2 separate regions of the Zea mays genome follow, and region 2 is linked to region 1. Evidence: chromatin contacts called from public Hi-C data. All regions are on one chromosome and are shown on one strand. Each heading gives the region's core, a stretch centred on a gene start, on an enhancer-like site or on the middle of the called end of the contact. The rest is flanking DNA. Distances are from core to core; before and after follow the strand shown.

What was found. A called contact is a pair of places that touch in the nucleus more often than the background predicts.
Region 2: a contact with region 1 is called in a Hi-C map of tassel, with 3 times the contacts expected there. The contact joins the promoter of LOC103643836 here to the promoter of LOC103643835 in region 1. A contact is called at or near these places in 10 of 25 Hi-C or Micro-C datasets (ear, endosperm, leaf and 5 more).

Annotation. Positions count from the first base shown.
Region 1 is chr1:269,203,147-269,206,742 of Zm-B73-REFERENCE-NAM-5.0, reverse strand. LOC103643835 (protein UPSTREAM OF FLC) reads left to right here and starts at 1,832. Exons shown (of 7, transcript XR_561334.2): 1 at 1,832-2,726; 2 at 2,812-3,144; 3 at 3,267-3,336; 4 at 3,420-3,535.
Region 2 is chr1:269,384,251-269,387,846 of Zm-B73-REFERENCE-NAM-5.0, reverse strand. It overlaps LOC103643836, which reads left to right and starts at 1,626. Exons shown (of 9, transcript NM_001347070.1): 1 at 1,626-2,184; 2 at 2,546-2,632; 3 at 2,774-3,172. The coding sequence starts at 1,929.

The sequences.
Region 1 (3,596 bases), core at 583-3,082:
TAAAATTACAACCGCATTGGCTAGGTTGGTGTGTTTAAGTCTCTCATATACGTGGGTGTGTGTTTAAGCCTCATAGCTACACATTTTTTTGTTAAATTATACAATATACTCAGATGGGCCAGCGCGCTACCGGGCCGGCCCGGCACGGCTAGCAGACACATGGTTATTTTCTTTTCACTTCCATGGAGATTTATGTGTCGTTCGGTGGGCTTCTGATGTTACATAGATGTGCCTTTCCACTGTTGGTAGCTTCGAGCTTGATTAGAGACTCTTTTCATTGCTGCTAGTTTATATTTCCTGCCAAAAAGATAATTGTTCATTAAGGATCTTTAACCGATGTTTTTTGTTATTTTCTGGAGACCTATATGTTCATCGACCAAACTTGTTTTTGTATTAGTGTATAATATTATTGTCACTGTTTTTATGTCGTGGACTATATTTTTTGTACGTCATTGAAACTACCCATAAATTTGTCACTGTGTATCAGTGTATGTGTATGCAGTTGGCTTGATGTGAGACAATAAGCTGAACCCACTAGGTTTCCACCCAATTACAGGTTGGTTTGGGGTCAATAATATTATTGGGTATTGGGTTTAATTTTATTCTTATATTTTAGAGTGGATGTGAGATGGATATCAAAGTTATTATATTTAGGTATGGATGGAAGTGGATTGGATTTTTTTGCCATTAGCATGCCTATACTTAGAAAACTAACCGAGATCTCTAGTTTGTACATATCCTTAAGGACTGATTTGGTGACCCGGGATCCCGAGAAGAAGAAATCCTCTTGCTATTCAAAATTGAACTACAAGGGAATTTCTCCCCCATGGTTCCCCTTGGGATCCCTAATCACCAAATCAGCCCTAAGGTATGTACAAACCCATTTAACGTGGAGTTTCTAGTTTTTTTTTTTTTTTTTTGAAAAGTGTCCATTTCCAAATAATTATTTGTACATAACTTAAAGAAATAGAATTATATTGTACAGTTCTTTAACTATCTCTTGTACTCTTATCCTTGTAAAACTGATTCATGGTCTCGGAAACGTCCCTATACTGCGTGATTGGATTACGTGGTTGGATGGTTGTGCGCGTACAGCTAGGCTCGTGCAAGCCTTGTCCACCAGATACGACCGTTTCATGCGTATGTGCAGGTACAGTCAAATAAGCCTATGCTACATTAGTTCTTGCACGGTCAGCCTCTTAGATGCATCGAATCAAACACGCTACTTTAGATCATGGTCAATGCATATAAGTCTTGGCTCTCATTGTGCGGACAACTAAACGCTTGGCTAGTGACTCCGTAGGACATTCGGCACGCATAAAAGCTGTTGTATCATAAAGCTGGAAGCTTTTCGTACACGGCGCTCTACAATGATTTACCACGCCAGCCCTTTTCACCGTCAGAGGGGTCTTCCGGGCCGGCTCGGGCGGCATCGGCGGCACCACACTAAGCCTAGACGCAGGCGCAGGGCAGCTCGGCGCGCCACAAGGTCAGCCTGAGATGCGGTGAGGACAGGCTCTGATTTCTTTTGTTTGCTTGGAGCGGGGAGCCGTGGACTGTGTTTGCCTTTTTTTTTTCTTTTCTGTTTGATAGGTACTCCAGGATAAAACAATCTTTCAGCTGGTTGTTGCACCCGGAGGGATAGGGTCATGGCTATTTCTCTGTTTGGTAGTAGAAGGGTCAAGTCTCGTCAAGAGGGGTGTGTCTCCTCTGTCCCGTGCGTGCCGCTACCGGACGCCAACGAACCAATCCACGTCTCCACACCGCAATGGGAGGGAGGGAGGTCCATGATTAACCCACCCGGTGCTTGCACTTTCCGCCAATGACCGCCGAGCCGTCTCCGGCCTCCGCGCTCCGCGGCTAGGCAGGCATTGGCGCGACGGGCGCAAGCGCAATCAATGCCACCGGCTCCCCTCCTGTTCTCTTCCCGTCGCCCGCATCCGCAGTCCCAGTCCCAGTACCCGCTGCTTTATTCCCCTGCGCCATACATACTGCCGTTTGACCTCGAGCTCCTGGCTGCGCCCCTGCTGGCCCGTGCTCTCTACCCCTTTTCCCTTCCCCGCCATTAACCTGACGCGCACCAGGCGCAGGCCGCCGCAGACTCGCCGTCGAGAGGACGAGGGAAAAAGTCATTCCCTTGCCTGCTTCTGCTCGCCCGAAAAGGCTCCCGTTCTGCAGGCCCGCCCCGCCCCGATTCAATGCAGCCATTGCCTTGTTGAGCTCGTCTCGTCCCGCTGCTTTCCCTCTCGTCGTGCTCCTCCCCACGCGGCCACGCCACGCCTCGCTGTAAACCGACCCTGTTGAGGCTTGGACGCACCCGCGTGTCCGCGCCTGCCTCCCATCCCACGCCCCCTCCCCTCCACTCCACTCCACTCCCGCGCCGTCACCGGCCGGGGGGAAAGCTCCAACCGAGGGGTTTTTGTTTGTACGCGCCCGTTTGGCCCTTGCTGTGGTCACATCGCCCGCTCCCCCGCTGCAGCAGCGCCAAAGATATGAGAGGAAAGTTTGGGATCAGTTCCCCGGTGCCCCGCCCCCTCATGTGCCCGCGCCAGTGACCTCGAAAAGGACCGCGCGCCGCGCCTTGCCCCGTGCCCAGCCGACTCTCTCTCTCTCTTCTCGTCCCGATTCTGATCTGGTTGCCGGCACCAGCGAGGTCCAGTCTCGGCGCCGCCGGCGAATGCAGGGTCTGGAGGCGCCCGCCCGCTAATCTCGACTTGGAGCTCGAGGTACCCCTCCCTCACTCCGCTGCAGACTCGTCCCCTGTCCTTGTCTTGTTTATATTATTTAATTACTCGATGGGAAATTGGGAAGTTGCCAGGCTTGCATTTTGTGCCGCCGTCGTCTGATGTGATGTAACTGAAGGGCAGCAGGGGCAGCCACAAGCCAGCCAGCCAGCCGCGGGTTTTCCGGATTCTCTCCTGCTGCTGACGCGACTTCAGTTTCTTCCTAGGAGGGGGAGGAGCGTGTGAAACTCAGGTTGGGCGAGGATGGAGAGCCGGGGGCGGCGGCCGCGGAGCCCCGAGCGCCGGAGGCCGGCGGCGCGGAAGGTGCCGGTGGTGTACTACCTCACCCGGAGCCGCCACCTCGAGCACCCGCACTTCGTCGAGGTGCCGCTGGCCTCGCCGGAGGGGCTCTATCTCAGAGGTAAGCTAGCGGATGCGCGTCCTCGTATCCAAATTCCAGTTTTCTCCGCGGGTGCTCGTCTACCGACGATGGCTTATTTTCTGCTCTTTTTCCCGGGGTGGCGGCGGGCGGGCGGGCTTCAGATGTGATTAATCACCTGAACATGGTGCGCGGCAAGGGCATGGCCGCGATGTACTCGTGGTCCTGCAAGAGGTAATGCGACACTGCTCCTTGTCCGTGACATTTTCCTGACCTGTTTTTTTCCCCGGCGTTGATCGATCAGTCGATGGTTTCAGGAGCTACAAGAACGGGTTCGTGTGGCACGACCTTTCGGAGGACGACCTCGTCCTCCCGGCAACCGACGGCGAGTACGTGCTCAAGGGCTCCGAGCTCGTGGACCAATCCCCTTCGGGTGAGCATTTCTCTTCCCCTTCTGAATTCGCATTCCCCCCACCCCCACCTCACTAAACTCG
Region 2 (3,596 bases), core at 377-2,876, 180 kb before region 1:
GGTGCCGCACCGGACAGGTACTATTCACTGTCCGGTGCGCCTCTGACGACTGCTCTGACTTCTGTGCGTACTGTTCGCGTACTGTAGCGTTGCAGGGGTCCATTGCAGTCGACCGTTGCGCTGGATAGTCGTTGGTCCGCTGTCACACCGGACAGTCCGGTGAATTATAGCGGAGTGCGCTGATTGAAACCCGAGAGTGACGAGTTTGAGATTGTACGGTCCTGGTGCACCGGACACTATCCGGTGGCACACTGAACAGTCAGGTGCGCCAGACTAGGGCACACTCATGTTTCTTGCTCCTTTGAATTTGAACCCTATATTTAATCTTTTATTGGTTTGAGTTGAACCTTTATGCACCTGTAGAACATATATTATAGAGCAAACTAGTTAGTCCATTATTTGTGTTGGGTATTCAACCACCAAAATTAGTTATAGAAAAAGGTTAATCCTATTTCCCTTTCACACATGTCCGGTGGGTGCGGGCTAGTGACCGTTGGCGTGGGCCACGCGTCGCCCGCTGATCGCGCTGCCGACCGTTGGCGAGGGCGTTGTTGGCTCACCGGACAGCCCGGTGCACACCGGACAGTCCAGTGAATTTTAGCCACGGCGCACTCGGTGATTTCCCGAGAGCAACGAGTTCGTTGCTGAGTCAGTGTCCGGTGTGCCAAGGGGACCGAGGGCTAGGCGAGACGAGGACTTAAGGACGAGTCGTTCTTCCCTCAGGAGAAAAACTTTAAAGGAGAGCTGGCTAAAGCCAACGAAACACCCTAATTTTAGAGTTGCAAACTCTATGGAGTTTTGAGAGCTATAACATAATTTTTTGTAATATCTCTTTTGTTGCTCTGAAATCCTTAAAAATACGACTTAGGCACGGAGTTTGAAGTTATTTACCCACTACTGGTTATGAGAAAGAAATATAGAATCTACAGTAGAGCTCCTCCACCTAAAGTTGAAATATAGATGCTATAGAGTGAAGCGGAATCATGTCAAACACCCAGGAGATTAGGACCGCCTTCGCATTTTTCTTCTATTTGAAGTCTCTATTTGTTTTGTCAAAAGAATCTCTAATTGATGGATAGAGATACTGATACATATATTATATAAACCATTTTTTAGTTGTAGATGTGTTATAGGAAAAACAATAAGATTTACTAGGACGCACACACGTAGAAATAAGATTTTTTTTCATAAAAGAAGTACATCAATAATAAGATATCAGAAGCATATATCAATAAGATAGCTGACAAAACTAACCCGATTTTAACCAAACAGGCTCGTAAGTTCGCTGGCAGCGTGACAACTGACAATACTAGTGCCAACTCAAGTGTAACCTCACCTGTACCGGTCAACAGTGGCACACATACCATCTCTACGACTACGACGGCATCACGTCACAGGTTCCCCAGCCCGTGCCAACCCCAACCACAAGGGAGGAAAGCGCCGGGTCCACCCAACTAGAAAGCCACCACGAACGAAACGACCAGCCGCCTACCAAGGACCGCGTCCATGCGCGTCGCGACGACGCCTACCGCCCCCGCAAGCCGCAGTCCCACCGCCGCGCTCCTCCCCGGACCGCCCCACTCGTGTGGAAGGCCAAACCGGCAAGTGAAGGCGAACTTGCGAAAGCCAGAAGTAGGACGAAACGGAGGCGCACCGCACCGCAGCTAGCCCACGCCACCACCTCCTCCAGACCTCCACCTCATTCTCTCCCACCACCACCTCCACCACAAAGTTCGCGTTGCGCCGCGCCCGGCCCCGCCCAGCCGCGCGGCTCGTCTCGTCTCGTCCCTCTTCGAAATCCTCCCACGCAATCGCCTCCCCGCACCCCTGCCCGTGTGACGCGGCCTCGCACTGCCACCGCCCCCCACCCCGGTCCCCCGGGGCGCCGATCTCGTGTCGCGTCGCCCGGGCGAGGAGGAGGTGGGAGGATGGGGGCGTGCGTGTCGCGGCCCAGCGCGTGCGTGGGCAAGCCCCACTCGCCGCGGTCCGGCGATGCCAGCGGCCGCTCGGGCGGCGGGGGTGGGACGCGGCGGAGGCGCAGCCGCCGCGTAGGGAAGGGGCGGAGGACGGCGCCGTCGCGCGCCGCGTCGATGGAAACCATTCAGGAGGCCGAGGTGCCCGGCTCGCCGTCCGCCGCCGCCGCCGCCGCCGATCACCGGACGTACAGCAACCCCGCGTTCCAAGGTGGGTGGGTCGGTGGGTGAACGGATGGGCTGCTTTCTCTTCTCCCCCGTGCGCCTTGCGCCCGCGCTGCTGGTTTCGGGGTCTGGATTCTGATATTCGGGGGACCATGGGCGCGAGATTGCGCGCTCTTCGGACTTCGGGGTTAAAAGTTAAATTACTGCATCTGGGGATCGTGTGCGTCAAGCAATAGCTACTCACTTTTTTAATTCGTAGCCCCGGAGGCTTTGCGATCCTATTCTGTAGAGTGGGGTTGCAGCTAGTATCTGGGGGCTGGGGCAGTACGCGTCGCAGTTCGTTTCGTCAACTCGTACTCGATACTCCAATATGACCTGACGTGATTTCGGGGTATCTCGTGCTGCAGTGTCCGGGAGCATTGAGGAGGACTGGTACGATTCCTTGGCGATGAGCGAGTCGGATGCCGAAGACGATTTCCACAGCGTGCAAGATGGTAAGAGCGATGTCGTAGTAGCCTTGTAGCCAGGTCCCCCGCACAGCATTGTTCCAATTATTAGCTGAACCTGCTGAGTTTTCGCCCCCATTTTAACATGCCTTTCCATTTAACTGATTGAACTTATTTGTTATCTTACAGATGCTTTCTCATTGAATGGCTTCGAGAATGAAGCTGCATTGAGCATGAAAGATGGCAACGGTGGGAGCTTCAATGGAGCTGCGCAATCAGGCGAGCAGCACCATAAAAAGCCAAAGTCCAGCGAACTGTCGAAGGGGAGCTCGGAGAATGGTGTAAGGACGTCCATTAGCCATGAAGATGCGGTGAGTGTTTCTGGTGCGGATACCACGCACGGTGGAGGTAGGATACTGGACAATTGCGGGCTTCTGCCGAATAATTGTCTGCCATGCATTGCCTCTGCTGTTGGGGTGAACGAGAAGAAGAGAACTCCCTCGAGCCCTACTCATTCAATGAAGATGCCTTCTTTGAAGCTTTCCTTCAAGAAGAAGTCAGGGGAAGCTCATCCATCTTCCACACTACGTAAGCATTTCTTCATAAGTCATTTGGGTAAGAGTTACTAGGAGTTAAGACGCCCTTCTCAAAAGCTGATTGGTTCCTGTCCGCTTAATGAAAAACGTGCTGTGCCCCATCGCGAAAAAAAAAGCTGAACTGGAGTTTGTACCAAATTCTCCCCGACATCTATACTTCTCAATAATTCTTTGTTTGATGAGTTTAAACTTTGCCAGCAACTTGCTTGTTCTCTTAGTCTCTTTTATGGCATACTCCTGGGGCAGTTTATTAATCAACAAAGAAAAGGCAAAAGCTAGCACTGAGAACTGATGCTTTTGAGTACTGAGGCTGAGCTCACCAATATGAATAAGTGGACGTGCAAAACACTCTTCTGGCACTGTAGAGTGTAGACAACGTGGAATGTGAAATAGGCCGCAAGATAGACATTCACTGG